2 separate regions of the Ovis aries genome follow, and region 1 is linked to region 2. Evidence: chromatin contacts called from public Hi-C data. All regions are on one chromosome and are shown on one strand. Each heading gives the region's core, a stretch centred on a gene start, on an enhancer-like site or on the middle of the called end of the contact. The rest is flanking DNA. Distances are from core to core; before and after follow the strand shown.

What was found. Hi-C and Micro-C count contacts between places; a contact is called where the count stands out from the background.
Region 1: a Hi-C map of blood shows a contact between it and region 2, with 7 times the contacts expected there. The contact joins the enhancer-like site here to the promoter of HIC1 in region 2. A contact is called at or near these places in 14 of 16 Hi-C or Micro-C datasets (blood, hypothalamus, liver and 7 more).

The regions. Positions count from the first base shown.
Region 1 is chr11:23,119,273-23,126,009 of ARS-UI_Ramb_v3.0, reverse strand. SMG6 (SMG6 nonsense mediated mRNA decay factor) reads left to right here. Exons shown (of 19, transcript XM_015098571.4): 9 at 2,440-2,501. Among named protein-coding and RNA genes, the nearest start is that of SRR, 49 kb to the left of the region's middle. Within about 2 kb of position 2,214, at least 9 of the 54 cell types and tissues checked have an H3K27ac peak or open chromatin away from gene starts, as enhancers often do.
Region 2 is chr11:22,963,386-22,969,601 of ARS-UI_Ramb_v3.0, reverse strand. It overlaps HIC1 (HIC ZBTB transcriptional repressor 1), which reads right to left and starts at 3,884. Exons shown (of 2, transcript XM_027975136.2): 1 at 3,743-3,884; 2 at 1-2,275. The coding sequence starts at 2,255. The coding sequence ends at 111.

The sequences.
Region 1 (6,737 bases), core at 965-3,464, 160 kb before region 2:
TCTACATTTTAGCTCCTTTCCTGCTCAGAATGTTGGTGACAAATAGAGAGAAACTATATTTAGGGTAGCAGGTACTTTCAGACTAAAAATAAAGCAGTGGTTCTCATTAACCAAGGTCAGAGAGAATGTGTGTGTAGTTTGAGTTTGCTAAGATTCCCTTCACTATCACTAGTTGAGAAACAATGCATTGAAATCCGCTTTCTACTGGATACAGTTAAAATACACTAATGGCAGGTGTGAACTCAGGTAATTAAGTCGGAGTCATCTGCTACCCTGAGGGTGAGGTCTTTGGGAAATACGTAGCTAGAATCACAGTATTGAAAGACCCCGTGGTGCCCTCATTCTATTGCAGGAGGCGTTGTGGGTCACGCAGTATGTTTCCTGCCTAATCAGTAAGGAAAATTTGAAGATAAAACTGAACTACTCTTTCAGTTCTTCTTCCCTCATCAGCCCTCCATGAATAAGCTCACCAGTTCTCTTCCTGAGACAGACGGCAGTTGAAGGGGAGGAGAACTGTTTTGAAGTCCGAAGACCTGGGTTCAGGTTCTAACTCTGCCATGTACTGGTTTAAGTTGCTTCAGTTTTTGAGCTGTGTTGCGGCTGGGGGATCATAACTGGCTTGAATGAGATGGGTTAATACTGTTTATCTAATGACCTTGTATGTATAAATATAAGTGGTTATGGATGAGTTAACCAGTTTATGATTGACAGCTGGAAAAAGGGACAGTTGAGTTAAAACAGGAATAGAGAAATATGTATTTTTATCTTTTTGTTTTGAAATAATTTTATACCCATGGAAAAGCTATAAGAATAATACAAAGAACTCCTGTATATGCTTCACCTGGTTTCCCCAGTTATTAACATTTTACCACTTGCTCATCGGGAGAGGATGTTTGGCTGACAGTTGAGTGTTTACAGCATGCTGCGCATGGGAGGCACTGTTATCTCTGTTGTGTAGAAGAGAAATCTTTGGGAGGTTCTACTTGTTGTATCTCAATCGTGTAAAAGGGGAAACTTAGGGAGGTTACATCTGTTGCCTGAGACCCCGAGGCAGGTAAGTGGCAGAGGTTTGAGGGGTGGGTTTCCACTACCTTCCTTTGCATTCTAGCCCAGGCCTTGCCGCTAATCATGGCAGAACCATTGACCATTCGTTTTGCAGCAGGTCCTCATCTTTCCCTTCTGTTCATGGAACCCAGTGTCCCCCCAGTCCTGACTCGCCTCTCTATAGAGACAGGTTACCTTCCGTAAAGTATCCTTTTTAACTCCAGAATTCAGTGTTTGATCTGGTGTTGCTGATTAAATGTAATTCGTTTAAGCAAAAATAAAGGCTGAAAGACTGAAGATTACGTGCAGTTTGTGGTTGAAGTCGCTGGTGAGGTGAGAATGCCCTCCTTTCCTCACATTCAGTTTCCGTGTGAAATTGGTGGCACTGCCACAATTTGATTGGTTTTCTTTTTTGCAAGAGTATGAGCCTTTTGGGCAGAGCATCCAGGGTGCTGGACCGTTCCTTGTCCTAAGCACCCACTCTTGAGGGATTCTTGATCCTTCTTCGTGTCTGGCTACAAGGCCCTGAGCACATTTCTTCCAGGAGACCAGGGAGGATGATAGGGTTTGATTTTGAGATTACTCCTACTGTCTTTGAAGTTTTTTTCCCTCCCTTGTTTTGCTCAGAAGAGTCTCTCTCCTAGTTTTTGATAGAAGTAGATTTTCTAGAACCTTGAATTGAGGTTGCAAATTTGGTGACTTATGGATGTGAGCCAGATATGGCTGGCAAATGTATGTTTTTGGCTTGCCTAATATTTAAATTTTTGTTGTTGTTGTTAGTAGCTAACATTTAAAAGCCAGAGGATTTCACATAAAAAACCAGCACTCAGTTTTTATTTAAAAGAAGAAAAAAGAGAAAGATTTTAACTTTGGTTTTAAAAGCCAGAGAAGTACAATTTGGTGAGCTAGTTAGTGGTGGCTTTCCTTACCCTTGGTTTCCAAAGAAGAATTTTGCTTTTGGGGTAGGTAGAAAAACAGCTCGTAAGTAAGAGCATGGACTTATGCAGGATCATCGTTATTCCTGTCTTGCCCTTGTCGCTGTTTCATTTTCATTGTATGAGGCCAGAGTGACTTGTAGATGGCAGAGGGCGAGAGGCATCTCACTTTCTGTGCAGCTTGGCTGGTACTGAGCTTCGCCCTGTGCACTCAGGCACTGCTGCCAGCAGGGGGTGCTGTCTCCTCACTGAGCCTGCTGTCCTCTTGGCTCAGCTGAGCAGCAGCTGTTGGGCATGGGCTCTGGGTCTGTGTGAGAGTTTGGGCATGTTCATTTGGTTCCCATCCCTAGTGCCCACCCCTTAGACCCTGGCCAGGTTATTGTGTCACTAGGGACTCTGTTCAGTAACAGGAAACTGGGGAAAGTTTAATTGTTTTCTCCTCTCTCTTTTTCCCATGCAGCTGAACAAAAGGTTCATCCTCAGTTTTCTCCATGCCCATGGGAAGCTGTTTACCCGGATTGGGTAAGTGTGCAGGATGTTTATTTTATTTTCCTACATTACAAGTCATTTTGGAATTTAATATTGTTAGCAACTAGACTGTGTTTGTAACTGAGGGCACAGGGTGTGAATTCTTAGGGGCCTCCACCTTCCCTCCCCTTCCCTCCACTCACTCTCCTCCTGTGCTCATGAAGTTTGGGAAATGTTACTCTCTCCCCCCCCCCCCACTCCCCTTTCCCTACCTTTGTTAAAACCCCCTTTTAACTACAGTCTTTTCCCACCCCCCACCCCTTATCCCTCTGGGTTTCTCTTTCCTCTGCCTTCCGGCTCAGCCCCTAGTGAGCTCCTCAAGGAAGTCATGCTCAGTCCCAGGGTGCAGCTGCCAGGGGTCCTCCTTGGGGGAAAATACTATCTACTCACTTCCCCTTAAGGAGAAGGGAAAAAGAGTGGACAGTGATTTTTTTTTCCTCCGACAGTTTCTCCCTCTTTGAACCATACCCCTTCCTTCTGGGCTCAGTTTCTGGCGCCATGCTGCTGAGCTCAGTCAATGCTGAGACTTGGCTGTGGTTTCACTGGCCACCATGGATTTCCAGATAAATCTCAGGGAAGGTGATGTGTGGGAGACCCTGTCGCTTAGCGCTTTAAGTCTCTGGGAAGAGGCCACGTTTCGAGTGTTCTTTCGGTGGGTCAGAGTTTCTCCTGACTGTGAAGCCTGCGCCCCTGTGCTGAGTGCTTCGTCACTCCAGGAGAGGAACAGGTGGCGGTGCCCGCAAGTCTTCTCTGCATTTTAATGCGTTCTGAGCTGGAGGTTTTCTGGAGAACTACCCTTTGAGGTGCTTGTTTTAGACTCCAGTTGCCCCAGTTGTTGTGTTTCCCTTTCGCTTTCTGTCATAACCTTGTAAGTTTATCTCTTAACGCTCTAGAAGGTTTCCTTAGTGGGAGAAGCTGAAAGGCTTCGTCCTGTTCGGAGGGACACTGTTGAACGTGTTGGTGAACTAGAAACTGTGCCTTTTACATACTCACGTATCATCAACCTGGGCAAGAGTGACGAGGATGGCCGTAGTCTTGAAATGACTTGGAAAACTTGGAGCGGTGCCAGTAGAGGCCTGTCTGCTAGCAGAAATACGCGTAAAGTAATCCACTCAGCGAAGGAAGCTAGGCAGCTCAGTGGCAGCACCCCCCCCACCCTGCCCCCACGTCAGCTCTACTCTGGTGGGAGTTTTTGCTCAACACTGTTGTAACCCTAGTGCCTGGCATGTAGTTGGTGCTCAGTAAATAGTTATTGTAGGAATAAGTGAATCATTACAAGAAATGGGTAGATTGCAAAAGACTGGAGAGAAGGAATCCTGAATTCTGTTGGGTCATCATAGACCCAGGCCAGTCACTAGTGAATAATGTGAAGCTGCAGTTTCAGGGTGGGTAAGATGATATTATTTCATACAATAGCACATCATAACGGAAAAAAACTATTGTACTACACTTGAAATAGGTGCTGTGATTCTTCATCTCTTTATTCTTTAAAAATTCTCGTTAAAAAAAAAATCTGTCCTTTACTGCCTTTGCTGTCAGTATCTTCTCTCCATTTTTCCTCTTGCTCTGTTTGCCCTTTGAATGTTTATGCACCATGTTTGCTCTAAGGCAGGATTTCTCAACCTCTGTACTACTAATATTTTGAACCTTATAATTCTTAATTGTAGGGGCTGTCCTGTGTTTAGCAGCATCCCAAGCTTCTACCCACTACAGGCCAGTAGCATCCTTTCCGCTCAACCCCAGGTGTGACGATTAAAATGTCTCCAGACATTGCCAAATGTTCCCTGTGGTGCAGAATTGCTCCTGATTGAGAACCACTGCCACAGGCATTTCTCAGCTCTGTTAGAAACTTCTGGGACTAAAAAAGTTAAAAATCTTGGTCTAGAATATAGGAATGTTTAGGATATATATATATATAATATACATATTATATATGTATATAAACTCAGATTATGCATTAGTTAAAACCCTATTTTTCTCCCTTTTAAATTTCTCATGTTTAGATATATTTTGGAGGAAGTTTGGAAAAGAGTCTCAATAATGATAAAAAAGCTAGAAATGATTTCTGAGAAGATAAATGGATCTTTAAAAAATAAGATAACCAAAGGTTTACTTAGAGACAGCTGTTGGGGGTACCCTAACTGTGTTTAACTGTTAGAGTCATAAGCAAATAGTTTTGATTTCTTTGGGATGACAGCAAGAGAAAAATAGGCTTATGTTGCAGCTGGAGAGGTTTGGGTTATATGTAAGAAAATTTCACAGAGGGAAGGTGTTCAGGAGTTTTCTTCTCTGTTGAAAAATGAGCAGATTATCTCATTTGTCAGAGGTGGTTTCCTGTGGTCCAGATTATTTTTCAAGATCTCTTCCATTCCTGCATATAACCAACTCTGTTGGCAAAAAGATAAGGCCGGTCTGGTTCCACCTTCATGAACACTGAGTTGTAGTAGTGTTCACATGAGGAAAATGCATGTAAATTCTAGGCACTTCAGCCCCTCGGTGAGTATTCCTCTTGTGCTCTCTTGGAGGTGAAAAGAGAATTGAGCCCCATGTTTATTCTGGAAGGCAGAGAAACAGCAATAATTTTTCTATTGGAAAGAAAAAAAGCCCCAAACTATAGAAGTCTGTAAGACCAGAAAAGCAATGAGCCCAAGCCACACACAGCAACATGGACTGCTGCCTAATTACCAAGAAGATGTGAAATGTGGGAGGCGTTGAAAACGAATTAAGAGTGAGGAGATTGTAATGGGGAGCAGCTGAAGACACAGCCACCGTCCCGCCTGCCTGCTGAGAAAAGCCCCGGCAGCGTGGCCCTCCCAGCCTTCGTCTTCTCTGGGCCTGTGCTCCCTGCTGCATCCGTGTGTAGTTGAGGGCCTACTGTGTGCCACACCAGTCTCCTTTCTCTCAGCAGCCGGCAAAAAAAGAAATTCCAAGTGTTTGATGGAATCAGGTGCCAAAAAGAGTTTGTTTTTCTCTGCTGACTAGTTCTAAGACCTCGAAGAGGGAACGAGTCAGAGTGTCTGTGGGCTCTGGTTTCCTTATCAGTAGTTTAAACAGATGCACTCCAAGCTCTGTTACAGTCCTTATGTCCTATAGCCCTGTGATTTTTGTTTCTCGTGGCTACCCTGTCACACGGCCGAGTTGTTTGGTTTGATTTTGCTATTGGTTTGCTCCTATCTTGTACAGTTTTTAAAAATCAAGATGGTAAGAAAAATTAGGGAGCCTTATTCTTTTCCACAGAGAATATCGTCAGGCCAGCTGTGTTCCCCAGTATCTGAGAGATTGGGTCCTGCCCCGTTAGTCATTGCCTGAGTCACTCCCGGGTCTGGTCCCAGCACTGTCTGAGAGTTTGGTTTCTTGAAACTGCCATTCACAGGAGACGAGGTGTCTCTCGAGATCCCTTCAGAAAGCGATCACTTCAGCCAGTGAAATGCACATCCTACAAGTGATCATACAGTTTTAAAAGACAGGGCCAGAGTCCTCCCGGGCTCAGGGAACGGAACCAGGCGGGAGTGCTGTGTGGCTCCTGGCGGACACTGGGTCTCCCAGGGAGAAGCACAGTGGACCCGCACTTGGACTCCTCCGAGGGGGTCAGCAAGCCGGCCATCTGTAGACTTCTGACTTGTGACGAAGAGAATACTTTAGCTTCCCATTGTAGCCTAGGTTGAAGTTGCCACTTTAGTTTTTTACGTGCTTGCCGAGTCATGCTCTTTGCACACTTTCAAGATCTCTTGGAATTCAAAGACTCATGTGTTTATTTTGGACTTCGAATTGTTAAAAATATTATGTTTGTGTCTTGATTTACTTTTTAAAACTAGAAATGTATTATATACAAAAGCCAGAAGTGTCCATCGTAGGGGAAATCTTTTTACTGTATACAGTGCTCATTGTAAAATATTTAGAAAACCCAGCAAAAAGAAGAAATAAAAAATTATCCCTGTTCTCACTGTCCAGAGATAACTATCCACCGTTAACACTTGATATATATTTTTATCTTTCTTCCAAACATCACACACGTACATTCTCTTATTTATTTTTTATAAATATCTATAAAAGGGATCACATTAAACTACTTTAAAACTGTCTTCAGTTAATATATATTAAACTTAAAAAAAATCTAATACAGCTTCTAAAAAATAGAATTCAGTTGTATGGATATGCCATCTTAATAATCTGTTGTTGTTGGATGTTTTAGGCTGCTTCCAGTTTTTCACTGTTATAAATTGCCATCTT
Region 2 (6,216 bases), core at 2,635-5,134:
CGCGGCTGCTACTGTCGTCCGGGCATGCGGAGGTGGGGGGCACCCGCCTGCTGGTGGCCGCCGGCGCCGCCGGGGGGCGCGCCCGGGGCCACACGGAGGCCAGAGGCGCACTAGGTGGGAGAGAAACGGTCGATGGTCCGGCCGTCGGGGCCGGCGGCCAGGTGTGCGCCCTGGCTCAGCACCTCGGCCGCCTTGTCGGGGCTGAGGCCCAGCTCCGCGGTGAACTTGGCCAGCGGGTAGAGGCTCTCGAGCGCCACCTTGGGGTCGTGCAGGAAGTGCGTGGTCTGAGCCAGCAGCTCGGCCGCAGCCGCCTTGTCCTGCTGCTTCAGGCTGAGCTGTTCTGCCGTGAGGCGCGCCACTGCAAAGACGCCCTCGGGGAAATCGAGCTTGCCCTTGCCGTCGGGGCCCGGGACGCCGGGGAGCCCCCCCAGCCCCGCCAGCGCCCCGGCCGCGCCGGCCGCGCCGCCCACAGCGTGCATCTTCATGTGACTGATGAGGTTACGCTGCTGGGCGAACTTGCCCCCGCACACCTGGCACTCGTAGGGCTTCTCGCCCGAGTGGATGCGCATGTGCTCTGTGAGGCGGTACTGGCGTGTGAAGCGCATGCCGCACGCGTCGCACGCGAAGGGCTTGAGGCCCAGGTGGCTGCGCATGTGACGCGTCATGGTCCCGCGCTGCGTGAACTTCTTCCCGCAGATGGTGCAGGGGTAGGGCCGCGTCAGCCAGTGCGTCTTCTCGTGCTGCCGCAGCGTGGCCGGGTCCTTGTAGCTCTTGTCACACGACGCGCAGCGGTACGGCCGCAGCAGCTCGCCCAGGCCCCCTGGGGCCCCGGCCACCTTGTCCCCACCGCCTCCAAAAGGGGGCCCGAGGCCGGCGGCCCCCGCGGCCACCTCCGCCGCCTCGGCCCGGCCGTACAGCGCCTCCTCCTCCTCCACGTGCGCCTCCACGTGCGCATTCAGCTGCTCCGAGCTGGGGAAGCCCTTTCCGCACGGGATGCACACGTACAGGTTGTCGCCGAAGCTCTCGGGCTCGCCGTAGGCCAGGTGCGGGCACGGGTAGCCCTCGAGGTGGCCGCCGGGCGGGCTGGGGTCCTCGCTGCTGCCCGTCTCCTCGCTGCTGCTCTTGTAGTCGTCGCCGTCGCCGCCCGCGCCAGGCCCGTCCAAGCTGCCCGCGTAGCGCGGCGGCGGCGCCAGGCCAAGCGGAGGGCCCCCAGGCGAGGAGGCCGGGTCCCCGCCGCGCTCCTCGCAGCGTTCGCTGGGGGAGCCGCGCTCGCGGCCCAGCTCATCGCCGTAGCTGCCCAGGCCTGGCTCGTGCTTCATCCAGCGATAGAGGAGGCTGGGCCCGTCGGGGCGGCCGGGGGGCTCGGATCCCGGGCTGCCGCCGCCACCTCGGAACGGATCCGGAGGCGGTCCGGCCTCCTCCAGCTTCTGGAAGGGCAGCGGCGGCAGCGGTGGCAGGGTGAGCGGTGGCTCCTTGTAGGCGGCGGGGCCGGCGCTGGGAGGGCTGTCTGGGCGCGGGGGCAGCTCTCGCTCCCCTGGCTGTCGCTCGGGAGGCGCGGAGCCCGGCGGGCTTTTCTTTGACAGGTCCAGGCCGCAGAGCGGGGAGCAGCGGCGCTCCGGGGCGCAGAGCGAGGCGGCTGGGCCGGGGCCCGAGGCGTACAGCTCGGCGCAGTGCGTGTTCACAGCGGCCTCGGGGCCCGACGGCGGCTCGGCGGTGGGCGGCGGCGGAGGCCCGGCCGGGGAGGAGTAGCAGGCCTGGATGACGGGCGTGGCGGCCCGCAGGCCCCGGCCCGGCCTCCCGTAGGGTGCGTAGCCGCCGCCACCGCCGCCGCCGCCCCGCAGGTGGCAGTACTTGCCGTGGCGCTTGAGGCGTTTCTTGCACAGCGCCACGAGGTCGGGGATCTGCAGGTAGCTGGCGGCGGCCAGCACGGCGCCCAGGCTCGGCTCGGCCCCCGGGGCCACGGCGGCCGACGCCGCAGCCTCCGCGCCATCCGCCAGGCGGCCGGTGTAGATGAAGTCCAGCACCAGGCGGAACACGGCCGGGCTCACCATGTCATGGTCCAGGTTGAGCAGGTTGTCGTGCACCACCAGGGACTTGAGGTAGGCGCTGCTGGCCGCCAGCACGTTCTTGTGCGCGCGGAAGAGGGCGTTCTGCACCACGATGATCACGTCGCACAAGAAGCCCTTGGTGCGCTGGTTGTTGAGCTGCAGCAGCAGCTGCCTGGAGTGGCCGGGCGCCTCCATCGTGTCCAGCATCGTCTGCCCAGCACACTCTCCTGCGGGGACACACACCGGCGGGGTCAGAGCCGCACCGAGCGCTGGCTGCCTGCCCCCAGCCCAGCGCTTCTCCCCTGCACTTCCCCTTCCCCTCAGCTGGGCAGGGGCAGGGGCATAGAGCACGGCGGCCTGGGCACTGGCGGAGAATCCGCGGCCTCCAAGAGTGGGCGCCTGGGCCGGCCGGCCTAGACCAGAAGAAGGAGCCGAGACCAGCCGGCAGAGAGGAGGCCAGGCTGGCCGGCACCCCCAGGCCCGGATGCAGCCGGGCACTCTGCCTGGGTTCTGGGGGCTTCCGAGGAGAAAACTGTTCCGGCGAAGCGACCCTTGTGGAAACAGTTACCCGATTTGAGGAAAATGTCCGCTTCAGGAAAAGTCATTCAGGGCTGAGAAGTTTGCCCAAGTGGGATACAAGGGAGCCGAGTGAAAAAGCGCCTCCCGCCTCCAGAGAAGTTGCCCCAGTTGGGGGAAGAGGTCCGGAGGAGGGCAATGCGGTGCCCGCCGTGCCGCCGCCCTGGCCGGGGGCTGTCAGACCCTCGGTTGGGGCCCCGGGCGGCGGCTGTGGCGCGGGAAGCGGAGGCAGCGGCTGCCGTGGCGGGCAGAGCACGAAGGCCGGCCCGGCGCGGGGAGGGCGTTATATCGGGGCAGGAGGCTGAGGCAGGAAGCAGGTGGGGGGGAGGGGGGAGCCACGCAGCTCCCAGGGGAGGGAGGGGGCAGCGCCCCGGGCGGGCACGGCATACAGCCGGCTGCGGCCCTGACCCTGGCCTGCGCCCCACCCGCGTCCCGGCCCCGGCCTCGGCCTCCGCTCTGCATTCGCGGGCCCGGCGCCTCCCTCCCCGGCTCCCCTCGGCCCCTTCTCCACGGGAACTCCGCCGCCCCAAACTTGGGGAAAAGTTTCCCAACTTCAGACAGGCCGGGAGGAGCGCGCCAGCCCCAGTCCCTCGGCTCCCAGCTTTTCCTCTCGGCCCCCAATTTCGGCTGCCAAGCGGCCGCCGGGCCTGAACCGAGCCCTGAGCACCCCGGCCGTCCGCTCGCCCGCCCGACCCCATTCGCTGCCTAGTCCCCAGGGCCTCGCGCGCGGCCCGTTACCTGCGGCCGCAGCCTGGCCGGGCTTCCCTCCCCGCGGCGGTGGCAGCTCCTAGTCGGCGCCCCACCCGCCCCGCTGCCAGGCGCCGCGCTGTGCCAGGGCAGCGCCCCTGCCAGCCCCGCCCGCCAGCTCCCCTTCCCTTCCCCTCGCCTCTCCAGCCCATGTGCGGGCAGAGCCGGCCCCGGGCCGCTGACCCCGCCGTGAACCCGGCGCAGAGCAGCGGCCCGGCGGTCCTGAGTCCTCTAGGGGTGACACCCGGAGCCCTGAACGCCAGCCGCGTTGGGGGCGCCAGCGCCGGAGGATGCGCCCCAGGCGGCCAGCGCGCGAGGACCGGGCTGTTCGGGTCCCCTGTCCCTCCCCCGTCCCCAGCCCTAGGACCCACCTGGGGGGCATGTCGGAAGCCCCGGGCCCGGCTGCCGGCGGATCCAGGGGGGGACGTGGCTGCGCTGCGCTGCCCTCCGCCCGCCGGGCCCCCGGTCGGTCTGTCCTGCTGGTCCGTCCTCCCCGCGTCCTGGTCGCGTCTCAGCCCCGCCGCGCTTTCCGCACACTCTTATCTGGAGCGGCCCGGGCCGGCGGGCGCTGCTGCAGCTATGGCGCCACCTCGCGGCCGTGCGGTACTTTGCGCGGCACAGCCACGGCCTCCTTCCTGCGCACCTGAGATGGAGGGAGGCTCGCAGATGCCGAAGTGGACCCAGGAGTGGGGCCCGTTCTCAGATTCAGCCTTCCAGATGTGTCCACCTGGAGGCCCCAGCCCCGGACCTTCGAGCCCCACAAAAACCGGGGTTTTGAGCTGAATGTTCCTGTGTACATATTTCTAAATTCTGACATTGTCCCAATTCAGATAAGTCCGGCCTTCAAGGAAGGGGCAGTGGAAGGGAGGAGGCTTCCGAAATCCTAAGGAAGAAGATAGACAAGCTCTTAAGGGTCTCTCATTAGATATCCCTGGATGGCACTCTCCATTTGTACACCGGCCCCCCAATACACCCAACCTCACTCAGCCACGTGGGATAGGTATGCACAGAATAGACCCGTTTGCACCCAGACCCTCTCCATGCATTGACACCCGTGAGCGTGCATGTTTGCAGACGCACACCTGTCCCTTCTGGAGTCCAAGAACCGGCTTTCTGTCATACTCAGGGTACTGCCATATAGAGCCCTCCATGACCTGGGCAGAGGTGGTACCCAAAACCCCACCCTGAACTTGCAGGCCTCTACATGGAACCCAGGAAAGGTGACTGGAAATGGCTGGACAGAGCCTCTTGGGGGTCCCACAGAAGCGACCCAAGCCCCCAGATTTCCCGTGTGAGCTGTGTTGAGGGACGACCAGCTTGAGCGACCTCCTCGAGAGAAAAGTCACAGGAGGGCCTGCAGCCCGGGATCCCCCGCAAGGTCCTGCACCCCACGTGAAGGTCCAGTTCTTTCAGGTGACGCCCCCTCTAGGAGGGAGGAGACCAGGCGCTGGAGCGAGGGCGCTTGCACAGCTAACTCCGGAAGTGTCCCCGCGCCGCCCCAGCACATCAGGCCGGCAGCCAGCGCCTGAGCGGCTGAGTGGGCCTCCGCAGCCCACGCTCCGCCTCTTCCCCGCACCTCCTGACCCCCGCCCACACGTGGTGGGTAGGAGTGGGTCCCCAAGAACGCCTGCAGCTTTTGATTGGCTGCGCCTCCCTCAGCCGCCGAGCGCGAGAGGCTGGGGCGCAGAGTTACCATGGTAACCGATGAGGTTCGCCCAGATCGCGTCTCTCCGAGGCCTTGGAAAGCTTAGCAACCGCGCAGGGCCGCTGGGCCGTGGGGGCCGCGTTCACCAATCTCCCCCCGGCTCCGCGCCATCCTCCGCCCCCATACCCCCGCCAGAGGTAGTGGCTGAGTCATTCATTGAGGGGCCGCCGGAGCGGCCACCCGCGGTCCCAGACACCAAGGTCTCGGGCGCCCCCCAGAGGCTCCCTTTCCTCAACAGTCAGAAGGCGGCTCCTGGTCCCCACGGGTTCTTCTGACACCCATTGCGTCCCGAGTCTTTACCCTCTTTCCACTCTGTGTTCTGGGTGCATCTGATCACAGTCCTCTTTTCCGTCTCCCTAACCCCCGCCCTAGGGTGCTCACTAGGGAAATAGGTTCCAAGAATGAAAATGGTGGGGTCCGGAGCTGAGAGCCTCCAGGGGGAGGTGGACATCCATCGACATCTTGGCAGAGAGATGTGCTGCCACACTGAGGTGGAAAAGTGTATAGAGTACTGGGCAGGGAGGCAGGAAGACTCCTGTGAAGTGCTCTTACATCTGGGCTTTGATGGATGAATAGGAGTTCTCCCTCAGGCAGGAAGACATTCCTGGGGAAGAGAACTAGTAGGACAAAGGCTGGAGGCCAAAAATAGAGAACTCTAGGTGGCCAGATGGCAAAGGGTATGCAGGACCTCTTTGACCCCATTTCTGCTGTAATCTTTTCTCCCCATGATGAGGCCACATCCTAGCCCCACAAGGATCCAATCAGCCCGGTCTCTGTGCAGTGGTGTCTGTCCACTGTAGGCCCACCCCAGGGTCCCCGGTGCCAGTTTTTTTTCTTTAACAATCTCCCCAGATTCCTGCTCCCCCAGTCCCTACCCTCATACTGTCCTTACGTCTGCATGGAAGGGTCTGACATACCTGCCCCCAGCCTAGCTGCCTTTAATCTTTGACCTTTCCCTCCCTCCCTAGTTCCACCTGGCCTGGCATTCTCCTCTCTCCACCCTAACCCAGCTCCTGTCTCTGAACACACTCCCCTCCCTCGTTTAGAACTTTCTTCAATTGATTGAGCTAGGCTTGGCCAGGACCATTCATTCATTCATTTCCCTACTCCTGTCCAGGAGAACTTCGCCTAATATAGCAT